Regions from separate parts of the Ovis aries genome. Here region 1 is linked to region 2. Evidence: chromatin contacts called from public Hi-C data. All regions are on one chromosome and are shown on one strand. The core of a region is the stretch at or near the end of the contact, and the rest is flanking DNA. Distances in the headings are between cores, read along the strand shown.

Region 1 (5,254 bases), core at 1,673-4,172, 450 kb after region 2:
TAACACAATTGTAAACCAACTATACTCCAAAAAAATGAATTTTAAAAAATTAAGCACTTGGCAAGACTTTAGATAGAAAGAAAAAAAAAGTGATCAGGGGAAAACAAGTATTCAAACTCAGGTATGATTCCAAAAACACACCCAGCACCACTGAAGTGTATGGTACCACCCACAGACTCTTTGTTTGTTTGAGAGAGACAGATTGGCATTCATCCCAATCCACCCATTAAGTGGTGCCCCACCTGCCCTGGTTGGACACAGGTCAGTGGTTCTCAACCTTAAGTGTGTATCAGGATCACCTGGAGGATCCACCCCCAGGTTCCTGGCTCTGGCCATCTAGGATGTTTCTACAAAGTTCACAGGTCTTGCCGATGCTGCTGGTCCAGGGACCACACTTTGAGAACTGTACATACAGACCTTCCTGAAGGAGCAAATGGAGTTTTAAGTGATGCTCCTTTGGAATAAGCCAACATCACATGACCATCACACAGACAGACAGAGCATGCCAAAACACACCCCCTTCCACCCCAGCCCACAACTTTCTAGTGGCTCCCAGGATAGCCATAACTTGGTCTGGTCCTTTTTCATATGATCACCTCTGATTTGCAGACACTGGCGACCATCAGAGATATTTCTGACAGATGAGTGCAACACATACACATTTGATGAGAGAATGTGGCTGAAATGCTGTTTTTCTACAAGGCAGTTTTCTGAAGTTCAGTTTCTGGCTAAGGTAACCATAAAGGAGAAATAAATGAAGAAAAAGAGGCCAAAGAGTGTCTTGCTGTACACCCTAACCCTGACCTTGAACCTGACCGAGTAGGGCTCACAAGGCCCTGGCTGCCCGTCGCACCGGATCTGTCATTACACCACCACCACCACTCCCCGCTTCTTATCTGAGAGTGAAAGGTGGCACGTGTTCACCTTGAATGTCCCTGGCAGCCTCAGGTCTCCCAAGTCCAAGGCAGCTTCTAAAGGAATTGCAACCTTCCACCCCTTCCCCCTGCACGCAGCTCTCTCGATCCAGGGTGCATTCCACCAACCCTGCAAACCTAAGGGTTTAGTTTTTCTCCCACTAGTCCAAGGACACTTTGTGCTGACTCAATTTTAGAGAAGACACTTATCTACTGAGTCATTTTTATTAAACCAGCAAAGCAATATACAATATAAAAAAAAAAAAAGTCTGGTCCAAAGTTCCTTTAAATATCTTTGCTTGAAAAATAACCGCAAGAAACTACCTGTAACTCTGGCTACTTCTAAATTTCACGAGTCAAAATCACTACCACTTATTGCTCACTAGTAAGTACTGGGCCTGTTCCATACCCTGTGTGCCTGGTCATCACAACCCAGCCCCTCAGGTGGGTATTGTGCCCTCTAGTCTACACAGGCAGAGAAGGCAATGGCCCCCACTCCAGTACTCTTGCCTGGAAAATCCCATGGACAGAGGAGCCTGGTAGGCTGCAGTCCATGGGGTCGCTAAGAGTCAGACACGACTGAGCGACTTCACTTTCACTTTTCACTTTCATGCATTGGAGAAGGAAATGGCAACCCACTCTAGTGTTCTTGCCTGGAGAATCCCAGGGATGGGGGAGCCTGGTGGGTTGCCGTCTATGGGGTCTCACAGGGTCAGACACGACTGAAGCAACTTAGCAGCAGCAGTCTACACAGGAGAATGCTGAAACTCAGAGGAACAGAAAAACTGGACCAGTAAAGAAGTGGAACCTGGACACTTAGACCCCACTGCCCAGTTCAGGCCTTGGTCAGGAAGACCTTTCCTTAAACAGCCCCTAGACTCCCATCTATCCCATTACCCACTTCCTCCTTGACAGGCAGCCCCTCTGACCGCCCCCGCATCTGGCTGCTCACACTCCAGGCCTAGCCTGCCTCCTTCTTCCCTTAGTTGCTGGGCCTTTTGCCCCTGGCGGGCAGGGGCATGGCTGGCAGTGTGAACCCCAGTCCCAAGTCTGGACAGAACCGTAGGGGATTCAATCTCCAGTAGGGGCCAGAGAGGTCAGACTGGCGATGGAGCTGGCTTCTGAGACCTCGGAAGACCGGCCCCCTGGGTCTTCGGGGTGAAGGTGAAACTGAGAGCGGGTAGGTCCCACTGCTGCTTCCTTCCCGCCCGCCCGCCCGCCCGCGGGCTGACTCCGGCTGCCGGGGCGGCTTCCTCCTCCCCGCCACCCGGCGAAGCCCCGTTTGTTTACATGGGCAGGGCTGCTCCCCAGGCGGGTCGCCGGCCGGCACCTGGCGGTAACAACGGCCAGAAGCTTTTCGGTTCTGTCGCCGGCCGGCCCCGGGGGCGGGAAGTCCTGCTCCTGGCGCGCCCCTTGCCTTCCACCCCCCGTGCGGCACGCTCGGTGTTAGGGCCGGTGGGGGCCACCGTTAGACTCGGGGCGGGGGGGGGGGGCGCCGGGGAGCGCGAGCCACGACCGAGGAGTCGGGGCCGGGCCGGCGGGGGGGGGGGGGGGGGGTGGCCGCGTCGCTTGCCGGGGAGCGATGCCGGAGCGCCGAGGAGGGAGCGTGTGGAGCCGCCGCACGCCGGGCTCGGGGTCCCCTGGGCGCGCGAGCTGGGGCGCCCCGGTCCCCAGGCCCACTCACCAGACACGTTTAACTGGCCTCCCAGGAACCAGCTGATCCTGCCGCTGCGGAAGTCGCAGTCGCTCACCGTGTGGTAGGGGGTGTCCCACACGAGAGCGTCCCGCGCCAGCGGCCCCCAGAAGGCGGCGGGCTCGCGAGCTGCCAGCTTGATTCGCTCTTGGTAGGAGCCGGGCGGCGCTGCGGGGGCGGAGGCGCTGCTCCAGAGCCGCGGGGCCGCCAGCGCCCGCACCCCCACCCCGCGGAGGCCCCCCAGTAGCCGCCCGACGCCGCGGCCCAAGCAGCGCGCCGCCATCGCGCCTCAGAGTCCCGCGCCTCAGAGCCCTGTGGCAACCGGGCGCCCGCGTGCCCGCGCCCCGCCCCGGCCCCGCCCCGCCCCAGGCCCCGCCCTCCTGCCAACGCCCCGGCCCTCGCCCAATCCCGCTCCCTCTCCCAGTCCTCGCGCGCTCGCGCCCCTCCCTGGCTCCGCCCCCGCCCCGCCCCTCCGGCCAGCGCCCCGGGCCCGCCCTCAGGCACCGCCCCCGCCCCGCCCCTCCCAATCCCTCAGCTTGCGCTCCAGAGCTGAGCGCCAAAGGAGGGGGAGCAGCTGGGGAAGGGGGGCCTCCCGGAGCGCAGGGTACGGGGTCCCGGGGCGGGCTGCCGGCGCTTGAACCGGTGCGTCCTCCAGCTCCGACGGCTACGCGGCGCGGGGAACCGCAAAGATGGGGAACCCGGGGACGCAGGCTCTTCCGAGTGCGGGAGCGATCACGGAGCCAGCGAACCACCAGTTAGGTCCATTCAGCATCTCAGAGGCCGAAGGCGTTCGTCTCTTCGTGCGCCCTGGAAAAGGAACACGCAGGTCTGCCTGCACCGGACCCCGGCCAAAATATACACACACAAGCAGCACCCCTGCTCCGTGGACTAAGTGGGGTCCTCTACCCAAGAGGCCGTGGGGGTACCCAGGGAGGTGGTCTAGGGTCCACCGCATTCCTGTGGCAACGAAGCAAACGCCCGGGGGTTTCGGCCTGCTGCTACAGCTTCTGTGTCCTGGGTTCAAAACCTGACGTTTCTAGCTCTCTGACCTCGGGTGAGTTCCTTAAAGGTCTCTGTGCCTACACCACCCCGGCTACTGAGCTCCCTGGGTGTCCCTCCCAGACTGCAAGTTTCAGACACCAACTCATTTATTCTTATGCAGCCCTGGGGAGGGGGAAACGCATGATATCTCTCTCCCCCAGCTGTACCCAGGAAGCCCGGGAATGGAGGCTATGTCCCAGTTATCAAGCCAGGAAAGATAGAAGGGAACCCACAGAAACTTGCCTCAGCCAGACTCGAATATCACAACACCCACAAACTAAACACATAATAAATAAGATAAACAGAAGGGAGAGGGGAATTTTGAAAGTTGGTTGGTTGAGTTCCAGCCCATTAGCTGTAAGAGGAACTTCTGCTGTCAGCCCCAGTGTGTGTGTGTGTGTGTGTGTGTGTGTGCCCCCTCTCCTGTGCGCCTGCGTGCACTTGCCTGCTTGCACATGGTGCCTGCTTTTTAAGGCTGCGGGTGCTGGGGTCCAATGAGAACAGTTAGCACTTACACATGGGCGCTGCTCTGTGCCAAGTGCTTGACCTGCATTTTTCTACTTAATTTAAAAGTTATCTGGTGCTATCAAGTCATGCCCACTCTCAGCTCCCAAGTGGAACATATGAGGACGCTGAGCCCTAAGAAATAAACACGTGCTGGGCAGCAACCCCACTCCCGCCTCAATTTCTGCTTCACCACTTGGCCTGAATCACTTTTTTCTTTTTTTAAGCCTCACCACACAGCATGCAGGATTTTAGTTCCCCAATCAGGGATTGAACCTGGGCCCTATGCAGTGAGAGCACAGATTCCTAACCACTGGACTGCCAGGAAATTCCCCGAATCACCATTTTTAATAGAATAAATAATAAAACTGAAATACAGAAAGACCGTAAGTGTGGCCGGGGGTCCCAAAGATGACTACAGATGCTGGAGCAGTGGGTGAAAACTCCCAGGCATTTGCTCTATAGATGAGAGGCTCCCCCTCAAGAGGAAGGATCTGTTCCCCACAAGTGGATAAGCAATGCTGCTCCGACTATCCCAGCCCAGGCCCTGAGAGGCCACAGAAGCAGGCCCTAGAGACCCCTGCAGAGAATGTTACCAAACTCAAGTCCACATAAGGCCAACCAACACCAAAACACCTGAGTCTGGAGCAGAGAAAGGTTTATTGCAGGGCCCTGCAAGGAGGGAGGAGGCTCATGCCTTAAAAACCCTAAACTCCCCAAAACTTTTCAGCAAAGCCCTTTTCTGGGAAAGGTAGAGGTGGGGTAGCTGTTGCAGACTTCATGTTGTCAGAACCTTTATTCTTGAGGACAGCTCATGGTCAAGTCATGATGTTCCTATAAACCTCCACCAAAACAAACATTAGTATCTGTTCTGACCAGAAAGGGAAGGGGAGTCATTTAATTCTGTCTCCGTGCCTCCTTGCAGCTGTTAACACGCAACAAACCTCGTAAGCAAAACAACATGATTACCCCTCGTTTAACAAACCTCGTAAGCAAAACAACATGATTACCCCTCGTTTTACGGGTTCAAGGTCCCAAGGCTCAGCTTTTGCCCTGCGAGGCCCAGGTCCTTGGTAAGAGGAGGGGTCCCTGTGCAGGCCAG
Region 2 (5,046 bases), core at 1,986-4,485:
GGGGGAGTGGACCTTTGCTCCAGGGGATGTTCAGGACAGCCTAAGTGTCCAGCCACTTCCCTATTGCTGCATACAGAGCCACCCCACGGCTTAGGGGCCTAAAACAACACAAGGCCTTTTTTCTGCATCTGCAGTTGTGGAGCAGTCCCTCTGCCACACCCCTGGGTCCACTGGTGTGACTGCTGAGCTGGGGGGTAGAGTGGAGGGTGGGCCTGGCAGCAATAGCTGGGCCTGTCTTTCCATGAATTCTCTCATCCTCAAGGAGGACGGACCGTTCGTCTCCACATCAGGAAGCATCCTCAGAGCACAAGCTCCAGTGGGCAAGCCTGGCTCCAGCCCCGGAGCACATGTTCCCTGATGTCTCATTGGCTGAAGCAGGTCATGTGGCCCAGCCCAGGGTCAGGGTGGGCGGGGCTCTAAGGGTGTGCGCACCCCCAGGCCTGATGCCTTGGGGACCATTCAGGTGGCAGGTGACAACAACCTGCCACCCTACATGGAATCCAGAGTCTTGAACCCTGAGCCTCTGGTTGCCGTTTTAAATGCTGTTATTTGGGTGAAATTAATGGCACCCCACTCCAATACTCTTGCCTGGAAAATCCCATGGACAGAGAAGCCTGATAGGCTGCAGTCCATGGGGGAGCTAAGAGTTGGACATGACTGAGGGACTTCACTTTGACTTTTCACTTTCATGCATTGGAGAAGGAAATGGCAACCCACTCCAGTGTTCTTGCCTGGAGAATCCCAGGGATGGGGGAGCCTGGTGGGCTGCCGTCTATGGGGTCGCACAGAGTCGGACACAACTGAAGCAACTTAGCAGCAGCAGCAGCAGGATTCCCCTGATAGGTACGGTGTCCTTGACCACAGAGTCAGGGTGCAGAGGAAAAAGTGGAACCCAATAGTCAGGGGGTCTAAGTGCAGCCTGTGTCTACCCTTCCTCATCACACGATCTGGTCAAACTGCTCCAGCCCCAGTGGATTGGAAAGGAGACAGACAAGCAGAGTTGGGATGAGCCAGCTGGGAACCTCACCAGCCCTGTGTCTCCCCTGCACCAGGCTACACACCTTCTTCAAGTCTTCTGTGTTTTCTTACCTAAAAAAATAATTGTTTGGACTTCCCTGGTGGTCCAATGGCTAAGACTCTGCCCTCCCAATGCAGGGGGCCCAGGTTCGATCTCTGGTCAGGGGACTAGATCCCACATGCCATGACTAAAGATCCCACATGCTGCAGCTAAGACTCGGTGCAGCCAAATAAATAAATAAATATTGAAAAGAAACATTCAGTGACTGCCTGCCCTTGGCCTTTATTTCTCGGTATTTAGTTTTAGGTTTAAGGCGTTTCAGCGTGAGAGCTGGGGTTCCTCTCTTTACCTGGCCGATGTGCTGTCACAAAGCAATGTTGGGGCTTGCCTTGTTTTGGAGGGAGTAGTCCCTGGCAGTCACTTGCTGTGCTTTGCACACACCATTAGGATCACTTTATCCAGGATCCAAGAAGATAAGGACATCAGTCAGGAAGCATTTAAAGCTCTGTTTCCAGCCTTTAATGTAACCATCCTGATTACTTATTGTGGAATGTGAGTTGTTATGGGGGCCAGGAAAAGAAAAGCTCATAGATGACGCAATGTAGAATGTGGGCTGAATCATGTATAGTGTTTTGCACAGCAAAGGCCTCACATCTCAGGGTTTCCGTCATGGCTCAGTGGTAAAGAATCCACCTACAATGCAGGAGACATCGGTTTGACCCCTGGGTTGGTAAGATCCCTTGGAGGAGGGCACGGCAACCCGCTCTGGTATTCTTGCCTAGAGAATCCCATGGACAGAGAAGCCTGGTGGGCTACAGTTCACAGGGTCACAAAAAACTGGACAGGACTGAAGCGACTTAGCATGTACACAACCTCACAGCTCAGGGGTTTACAGCCACACGCTTCCTTGCAGGCTCTTGCGTTTGCAGCCTGAGGGGCTCATGTTTTCATGGTGTGGCCGAGCACAGGGGGCAGGAGCTGTTGGGTTCAGCCTCTTCTTATTGGGGCTTTGAGTCAGGCAGGAGGACCAGTCACATCACACATGCACCTGTCTCAGCCGCTCACATTCAGTTGGCCCAAAGGCAATGGCGTGGGGCTTATGTCTGCATTGTCTAGAGGGAGGGGCTTACTCTGGGCAGAGGGCGTGGATGTGTATTTCAGCCAGGGAGGCAACTGTCCATTAATCCTATTCACCCCCACTGCATCCTGGAGAAAGCCTTTCCCTAGAATGGGTGTGTCAGTGCACGCATGTTCCCAAGAAGCTATGACCTCACAGAAGCTGAACGTCTATTAATATTAACAGGCTGTTTTCCTCCCCACCCCCCTCTCTGCCTGACCCCAGCGGGTCTGGGAAGTCACAGCTCCTAAATGGGCCTCTCCAAGGTGGCAACTTCTCTCCCCAGGGCCCCAGCTTCCTTCTCTCAGAAATGGAGAGACTAAAGGGCATGGTCTAGGAAAGTCCCTGCAACCCTCAATTTTGTGATTCATTAATTACCAAGTTCTTCACCTAGCTTCCTGCTCTGCCCCCAGTCGACCCTGGGCCATGAAGCTCTGTGCTCTGGAAGTCAGCCACATCCCGGGTGTGAGTCTTGTGGCAAAAACCCAGGAGGACACAGAAGAACAGAGATGGGAGACAGCAAGCCCATCTCCATCCCCTGGCAGAGGGAGGTGCAGGATGGGGTGAGGCAGAAGCTGGGGACCCTCCCCTTCTCAGTCCCCTGCCCTGAACCTTCTCTGCGGTCACAGCCTTGCCCCCACCAGCCCCACCCCCGGCTCCACGGGAGACCATCATGGGTTTGGAAGCTGGCGGGACTTATCCCTCATCCCTAGCTGGTCCCAACCTTCTTCAGGCGGTGGCTTAGGAGCTGTGTATTTACCAAGGCGTTGGTTACAGGAACCGTGGCATGGAGGGAGTCTGGGGGCACTCAGGGCTTCATGGAGGGCGGCCAGGGAGGGTGGCCCTTCAGGGCTCAGAGAGAGGGAGGGTGCCTGGGGGGCACGCGGGAGGGGTGAGGCAACCCCACCCACAGTGACGAGGATGATCTGCTGAGACGCCAGAAAGAGGACCCTCCTTCTCCGGGAGCACCTCAGCGCAGGCTCAGGGCCTCGGCCACCTACCCCGTGAGTCCTGCTGACCCCTGAGCTGGCAGAGTCTGAGGTTCAGATCGCATCCGCCCCTGGACCACAGTGACCACTAGAGGGGGCCCTTCACCCGCCGATGAGTCATCCTTCCCCTTCTGCTTCTTATTCCAGCGTCACCGCATGCAGAACACTCTGAGGGTGTCTCCAGGGTGACTGAGGGTCCGACCTGGGGGAGAGCTTTGCAAGCTGATTTCCACCCCGCCCCCTGCCGCCCCGACCCCCCAAGATTGCTACCTTGGCTTCTGGAGACCCGCCTCCTGGGTTCTGCGCTCGCTGAGCCACCAGGATCTGGAAAGGTTGGTGGATTGTACTGAGCAGAGCAATTGCCAGTAGGGGGCAGCAGGCCCCCACCGTCCTGCTCTGCGGCCCGTGCAGACGTCTGCAGGGCAACCACCCCGAACAGACCAGGGGTCCTGCTCACGGGAGCAGGCCATGGTGAGTAAGTTGTCCTTCAAGTTTGGGTCCACATGGTCCACCGGCCAGAGTTGTGCGTCCTCTCTCTAGCCCTCCAGCCCTTCTGAGTCACTAGGGCGTTCCCCATCCTCCTCGTGGGTCATTTCTACCTGTACATGTATTTCTGCCTCATGTGGCCATGGGCTCCTGGAGAGCAGGCATTGAGTCTCCTTCCCTATGCAATTTGAATCTCAGAGGCCACTGAAATCATCACAAACAGAAAATAGCTGCTACTCGTACCACCACCACCCACCAACGGGGATCATGACGCTCAGCAATTCCCTTTAGCCTCACCAAAGCCATTCAGTAGGTAGTGGGACTCTTTCCACCTTATGGATGAGGAAGCCGAGGCACAGAGAGGTTAGAAGAGTATCTCAGGGTCACGCAGCTTGTGAACGGCAGAACCGGTATTTTTAGCCCACGGGTTCTGGATCCAAGGGGCTTCCCTTGTGGCTCAGTTGGTAAAGAATCCACCTGCAATGTGGGAGACCTGGGTTAGATCCCTGGGTTGGGAAGATGCCCTGGAGAAGGGAAAGGCTACCCACTCCAGTGTTCTGGCCTGGAGAAGTCCATAGACTATATAGTCCATGGGGTTGCAAAGAGTCAGACGAGACTGGGTAACTGTCACTTTTATGAATCCAAGTCCATGCTTGTGCTCTGAAGGGAGCTGTCTGCAGTCTCGAAGTCCTTTGGGTGTTTGACAGATTCTGGGCTTCCCATAGTGCGCCAGTGGTAAAGAACCCTCCTGCCCCTGCAGAAGACGTAAGAGACACGGGTTCAATCCCTGGGTCAGGAAGATCCCCTGGAGGAGGGCATGGCAACGCACTCCAGTATTCTTGCTTGGAGAATCCCATAGACAGAGGAGCCTGGCGGGCTACAGTTCACAGGGTCGCAAAGAGTCAGACAGGACTGAAGCCACTGAGCTCACATGCACACATGGGCCATAGCTAAGCTGCTTTCGAGCTGCAGCTCAGTGGGTGCTTCCCTTTGCAACTCCAGGGTGATAGACCCTTCCATGAATGTGTCTGGGCCCAGACCCTCCTTCTGCTGGGAGCTCCCTTCCCCTTAAGCTGCCTCACTGATGTCTCCCCACCTTTGGTGATTCAGCAGTTTTCCTTTTTTTGTGAAAGCGACCATCCAGGTTGGGCTGCCAAGAAGCAGATGAGTAACTGTAGGTGGTTTCTGGTGGGGGGGCAACCTCAGGAAAGATTGAAGTCAGGAGGAGAAGGGGGTGACAGAGGATGAGATGGTTGGATGGCATCACAGACTCAATGAACATGAATTTGAGTAAACCCCAGAAGATAGTAAAGGACAGGGAGGCCTGGTGTGCTGCAGTCCATGGGGTCATGGAGAGTCAGACATGATTTAGCAACTGAGCAACAATCCCAGGAAACATTTTTTGGGAGGGTGGGGAAGCGTCAGGGAAGAGGAGA

The links. A called contact is a pair of places that touch in the nucleus more often than the background predicts.
Region 1: a Hi-C map of hypothalamus shows a contact between it and region 2, with 7 times the contacts expected there. The contact joins the promoter of ACSS1 here to the enhancer-like site in region 2. A contact is called at or near these places in 11 of 16 Hi-C or Micro-C datasets (blood, hypothalamus, liver and 5 more).

What each region holds. Positions count from the first base shown.
Region 1 is chr13:42,227,158-42,232,411 of ARS-UI_Ramb_v3.0, forward strand. It overlaps ACSS1 (acyl-CoA synthetase short chain family member 1), which reads right to left and starts at 2,923. Exons shown (of 13, transcript XM_042229650.1): 1 at 2,599-2,923. The coding sequence starts at 2,890.
Region 2 is chr13:41,773,901-41,778,946 of ARS-UI_Ramb_v3.0, forward strand. No RefSeq gene overlaps it. Among named protein-coding and RNA genes, the nearest start is that of CST3, 25 kb to the left of the region's middle. Within about 2 kb of position 3,236, at least 16 of the 54 cell types and tissues checked have an H3K27ac peak or open chromatin away from gene starts, as enhancers often do. A contact at or near this core is called in hypothalamus, where this site is marked.